2 separate regions of the Rattus norvegicus genome follow, and region 1 is linked to region 2. The links are chromatin contacts, called in public Hi-C maps. All regions are on one chromosome and are shown on one strand. Each heading gives the region's core, a stretch centred on a gene start, on an enhancer-like site or on the middle of the called end of the contact. The rest is flanking DNA. Distances are from core to core; before and after follow the strand shown.

The links. A called contact is a pair of places that touch in the nucleus more often than the background predicts.
Region 1: a Hi-C map of Schwann cells shows a contact between it and region 2, with 3 times the contacts expected there. The contact joins two enhancer-like sites. A contact is called at or near these places in 6 of 12 Hi-C or Micro-C datasets (the Rat2 cell line, Schwann cells, frontal cortex and 3 more).

The regions. Positions count from the first base shown.
Region 1 is chr9:48,949,422-48,952,449 of GRCr8, forward strand. No RefSeq gene overlaps it. Among named protein-coding and RNA genes, the nearest start is that of Npas2, 8.6 kb to the right of the region's middle. Within about 2 kb of position 1,695, at least 1 of the 93 cell types and tissues checked has an H3K27ac peak or open chromatin away from gene starts, as enhancers often do. A contact at or near this core is called in Schwann cells, where this site is marked.
Region 2 is chr9:48,759,835-48,763,140 of GRCr8, forward strand. No RefSeq gene overlaps it. Among named protein-coding and RNA genes, the nearest start is that of Pdcl3, 31 kb to the left of the region's middle. Within about 2 kb of position 1,262, at least 11 of the 93 cell types and tissues checked have an H3K27ac peak or open chromatin away from gene starts, as enhancers often do. A contact at or near this core is called in Schwann cells, where this site is marked.

The DNA.
Region 1 (3,028 bases), core at 445-2,944, 190 kb after region 2:
TTTAATTAGAACGAACTAGACAAGTAGATTGCTCATTTTTTTTCTCTTTTTTGATAATTACATTCAGACGTAATTCACTTACCATATAATTAGGCATTTAAAGTATACACTGATTGGTTTTCCCTGTAACTACAGTTATACAACCTTGATTGGCATCTATCTCAGATGTTATACCCTTTATCCCATTAAATGCCAAGCAGTCTGGTCCCCAGAAGAAATTCGCTCTGTTTCTAGCTTTACTTGTATCAGCCATTCACATCAACAGACTTCTTGGTCCTTGGGACTACCTTCTTTCACCCGGAATACTTGTCTCGTGGTTCATTCACGGTGTACTCTGTGTCAGGACACTGCTCCTATTATGGCCAAATGACATTCCATTGTGTAAGTAATCCCATGGTTGTGCTTATCCACTCAGATGACACAGGAGCGGTTTCCGGGTTGGAGTTCTAATAAGGAATGCTGCTGTGAGCATTCGTGCATACGCACGCTCTTTCACCTCTCCTGGGTGTATCCTTACGCACTGAACCGACATGTTCTGTGGCAACTCTGTGTGTGTCTTCTGAGAGAACTGCCCAAGTGCTTTCAGACGGTGCCCGCGCCATCTTCCGTCCACACCAGCAGCCTACGAAGGTTCTGGCTCTCGAATTTTCTAGCAGTGAATGTTATTTGCATTTTGTTTCTTTTCTAAATTATAGCTGTTGTGGTTTGGATATGGAGTGTTCTCCAAGAGGCTCATGTATTGAAGACTTGGTCCCTGGCTGATGGAACCAGGCATTGAAGGAGTGAGTGGATCCTGAGGCTGTGATGTCATCACTGGGTTAGCCCTTTGGTGGTGATAATGAGTCTGTCAGGAGGTGGCAGTAAGTAGAGAAAATGAGACTTAGTTGGGGGAAGTAGGTGTGGGTCACTTGGGACATACTATGGAAACATAACTTGCTCCTCTCTGTCCCTCTCTGTCCCTCTCCTTCTCTCTCTGTCTCTGTCTCCCTGTCTCTCTATGTCTCTGCCCTTCTGTCTCTGTCTCTCTCTCTGTCTCTGTCTCCCTGTCCCTGCCTGTCTCTGTCTCTCTGTTTCCCTGTCTCTTTCTGTCTCTGCCCCTCTGTCTCCTTGTCTCTCTCTGTCTCTATGTCTCTCTGCCTCTCTGTCTCTGTCTCCCTGTCCCTGCCTGTCTCTGTCTCTCTGTTTCCCTGTCTCTTTCTGTCTCTGCACCTCTGTCTCCTTGTCTCTCTCTGTCTCTATGTCTCTCTGCCTCTCTGTCTCTGCCTCCCTGTCTCTCTCTGCCTCTGCCACTCTGTCTCTGTCTTCATTTCTCTGTCTCTCCGCTTCTGTCTCTATTTCTCTGTCCCTCTGTCTCCCTGTCTCTGTCTCTCTGCGCCTCTCTCTCTTTTCTCCCTCTCTCCTTCCTGGGAGTTCAGAGGTGAACAGCCATTACAAGGTCCTACCACCATGATAATCAGCCTTACCTCAAGCCCAAAGCAATGGATCCAAGCAGCCTTGAAACTGGAGCCAATCAAACATTTCTTCCCTCTAAACTGTTCCTCTCAAGTGTTTGATAGAAAATTATCACAATAGCCAAACTAATGAATATGAAATGGAATTTCATTGTGGTTTTAGCTTGCATATCCTTAGTGACTCATGATATCAAATGACTTACTATTCGTTTACAGGTCCAGTGTACGTCTTTTGGGGGGAAAAGTCCATTCAGGCCTTCACTCATTTTGAGTGGATTATTTGTCCTTTATTCTTTAGCTGTGGGAGTTCTTTTATGTTCCAGATACAAAAACCCCCTTATCCAGACATGGCTTTGCTTTCTGTACTTTTGGTTCCAGTGGAAAATATTAAATAAAAATTCCCAGAAATAAATAACTCTTAAATTTGAGATAACTTTGTCTTATAGTAATTCTTTTAATTCTACCCATTTTATTATCAGCTTTTATTTGTTTCTTATTGCACTCAATATAACCTTTAAGCTTTATCGTAAGAACATCTGGGAAAACCTAGAGTGAATGGAAGGTTTGATGATGTACGCGGTCCAGGGGTCCCGGCATCTGCTGGTCCCCGGGGACTCTATGACTAAGGGTGATTGTTTACTACTGGCTGAAAACAGTCTCTCCCATTCTGCTACATGTCTTGCTACATTTTGCAATGGTATTTCCACAATCTTCATACCTAAAGAGATCCAGCTTTGTGGTGGTTGTTGTCTGTGGGATTGAGGGGAGGGAGAAACGTTATAACTAAAAGTCCTTTGACAAAGGCAAGGCCTTAGAGATGCATTTTTTTTTCACATTTTTCATCGTCTACATGAGGGCGTGCAATCCATGCTGACTTGTTAAATGGTGTGAGGTAGGGCTCCACTTCAGCCTTCTGTGTGTTCATGTACACTTGTTCCAGCATTACTCTTTTAAAAAGAAATAATAATAATAATAATTTTCTCATTGAAAAGCCAGGATCTATAACATAAATATTTATACATAATATAGACATTTATATAAATATTTATGTCTGGGCTTGCACTGTAATCCCTTGATGCTTTACTCCTGCCAGTCACCCATACGCTATACTGATATCGTTGTATTACTTCAGTTACAGATGTCTATTTCTTGGCTTGACAGCCCAGATGATTTCTTTTAGACCACCAGCTCCTGTGAGTTCAGGTGGGACCCACTGAATCTGATTCACGTAATCATTGACGTCACTGTGGCCAATCACCCCCTTAACACTCTTCCCTGCTAATCAGGATCAAGCCCAGAGCCATACACCATGCTCAGCGAGAGCTGGGCCACTGAGTTACATCTCCATCCTTGCGTGGGATCCCTCTCTGACCCGTTTCCCTGCTGTTAAGGCTATGGGAAAATTACAGCCTGAAGACCCCATCAATGCTCTGATGTATACTTGCTTGGCCGAATGTCCTGACAGATTGCTGGAGAAGTCAGATACAGGAGAATGCCTTAGAACACTTCATTTCCACAGGGAGGTGTGAGTGAGCAATGAAGAGGTGAGTACCAGATGTAGAGAGGAGGGGAGAAAA
Region 2 (3,306 bases), core at 12-2,511:
GAACAATCTCACACAGCCCCTCCTTCTGTGAGATTCCTTTCATAGCTGATCCTGCATTGTCTGGGGCTGACTAACCACCGCAGCCCACTTTTTTGTGTGTCTGAAATATCCTGTAATAGCAGAATAAATCCAAAGCTAGTGGCTTAAAACAAGAGGGGGGAAACAAAACAACAAAACAAAACAAAACAAGCCAGGCCTTGTTAGTCTTTCTAATTTATCTTCTTTACATTGAAGTTCAGCACAAAAACTGAATTGAATGTCTTGAATTTGAATTTGAATGTTTACAAAAATATTATTTATTTTCCTAAATATATTGTTTGCTGGTAGGATTTTGGAGCTTTCTGAATGAAATCCTTAATAATAATAATAATAATAATAATAATAATAATAATAATAATAATAATAATAACAACAATAATTTAAAAATTCTGGTTGTTGGTCTACTGGGCAATTTAATGTTCTCTCTGTTTTCCTCCCTACCCTTCCACTTCCGCCCCCTTTTCTCCCTCTCTCCAGGGTCTTTATCCCAGGATAGCCTTGAACTCAGTATGTTGGCAAGAATGATCTCAAGTGTCTGTCCCCACCTTCCCAGTGCTGTAATTAAATATGCGAGCACAGGGGCTGGGGATTTAGCTCAGTGGTAGAGCGCTTACCTAGGAAGCACAAGGCCCTGGGTTTGGTCCCCAGCTCCGAAAAAAAGAACCAAAAAAAAAAAAAATGCGAGCACAATTATTTTAGTAGTTTTACAAAAATAAATTTGACTCTGGGAACATAGTCGTTGGGGGAAAAAGGTTTTCCTATATGCTGAGGACCAATCAGTAGATTACAGGGCTCTCAAGTCGGGCTGGGGGAGGAGCTAGAAGGGCTCTAGAGACGGGAACACTGAGATAGAGCGAGACAACAGTATGGGGTTCCTCAAGTTGCAGGTGTCTGCCCTTGGTATCACCTACTATGTGCCCATTGAGCCAGTCCTGCAACATCTTCCACAAATGCCTGGTACCTGTGGGTGGAGCCGTCAGGCAGACACGTACATACATATGCACGCATGCACGCACGCACGCACAAACACGCGCACGCACAGGTGTGATCCATTGGGCCACTGCTCCCATATCCACCTTGCATTTCCACCCCAGAAGAAACCTATTTGAAGATGGTGGGTAGTGAGCTTGGCAGGAGCCGGGGGCGGGGAGCAGCCTCGCGAGCGGCTTTTCCTGTACCCTTTCTCTTACAGCTTTGGATACACTCCATCCTCTCCCACGCACATTGCTCATAACGCGTTAGTCACCATAATCTTAATCTACTGAACAATAACACTCTGTGCTCCTTCATAGCGCCCCGGGAAGTGATTTCGTGGCTGTCATGACACTTAACACGGCGTCGCCATAGAGGCGCTGGGCCACATTTACTTCGGAGAAGTTAAGCTGCTTGTGGGATTTTAGCAGCAGAAGTTTAGAGCACAAAATTACCTGAATTGACTCAAGCAAATGGCAAACAGTTTCTCGCAACGAATTTAATTATTTCGGTTCTTTGCTTTCTTTCCTTGGAATATTTGCCTTCTATCTGACCATTAAATTATGCCTGTTCTGAGGTTACCTGCCTTGTAGCCATCTCTGTCTCATGGGCTTAGGAACATGAGGAGGGTGTTTGAATTCAAGCACTACCCTTGGCTGTATGTCTGTCTTCTTTGGTGAAATATGGAAACGATGTACCCATAAAGGCAGCGTGATGGTTTGAGATAGTTCCCAACAGGTGAGCTCTACCAACTCTCGACTGATCAAAATCTGCACCGTATGTAAATTCATCAATAAAAGTCTGTAATTAGCCAGGCCCCTGCCAAGCAGAAGTTGCATCATTTGGGTCTCCACTGATCAGAGCCTCAATGCGCAGGCTTCCACCAATAGGATTGGTTCATCCTCAGGCAGGAGTCACAGGTGGAAACAAATGACCAGGCAGGACTTCCCTGACCCAAAACCTCTGCGTGGCACTTGGCAGTAAAGTTTTCCACTACCCTCTCCTCATGCCCATGACAGACCCTGGGGCCGAGAATCTCTGCCTGTCACCATTGCTGTTTTGCATCTTGGTAATCCGATTTTATGTTTTTGAATAACAGTGGTCACACACTAAATTTGTTTGTTTCTTCAAAAGCCTCCCAAGCTCATGAATAAGCAATAAACCTCAGAATTATCCTGGCCAAACTTGGAGTCTTCGTCATCACAAAACACATCCATCAGGGCAGATGCATAGCTCAGTGATAAGTGTGCATGCTTGAGACCCTACATACATAAACACACAGAGGCACACACTCATGCACACGTGCACACACATACATGGACTCACATGCACACACACATGCACACGTGCACACACATACATGGACTCACATGCACACACACATGCACACACACATGCACACGTGCACACACATACATGGACTCACATGCACACACACATGCACACACATGCACACACACATGCACACACACATGCACACGTGCACACACATACATGGACTCACATGCACATGTGCACACACATACATGGACTCACATGCACACACACATACACACACACTTTGGCAAAAAGCCTTCACTGCTTCGTGCTGTTTGAGCAGAATGAACCTGGGTGTGTCTGTGTACATCACCAGCAGCCTCTAATGCTAATGGTTCTTTGAACACCAGCTGCTCTACCGTCCCCCTTTACCATGGCAACATTTCTGGAGAATTGCTGCTGTGGGAGGACTTGATTCTTCTGGTTGTCGTGGCTGACTCTGAGCCTCCCCAGCCCCAGAGACTACCAACCATGTGTACTTGGTCCTCCAACTCAGTTCAGGGACCTGAACTTGACGAAGGTTGGGGGGTCTTGCTTAAACAGAAACGAGTCTGTGAATAAGGACCATGGCTGAGGGATGCCTGTCCCAGGCCCACAGCAGCTTTTAGAAGGGAGGAATGCTTGATGAGGTGGGAAAGGTGGGCAGAGAGAGATGCTCACTGTTTGGTTGATATTTAGACACTGGGATGTCCTCTGGGCCTGCATCCACCACAGGAGTTTCACTGGGAAGGGGCACAGGGTGGGCTCCAGGGCTGCTCCACCTGGCCAAGGGAGACCCCAGCTGAAGGTAACAGCAGTTGTAACTGCTTTCCCTTTGACCAGAAGGCTGCAGAAAGGATGAAGGGTGAAGAATGATACTTTCTCTCCACATCCAGGAGAGCCAGTGCACCCTGGAGGCTCAGACACTCCCCATTCATGTATCCCTAGACTCCTAATATAGTAACAATGTTGGTCACCTTGGAATCAGAGAAATCTTGC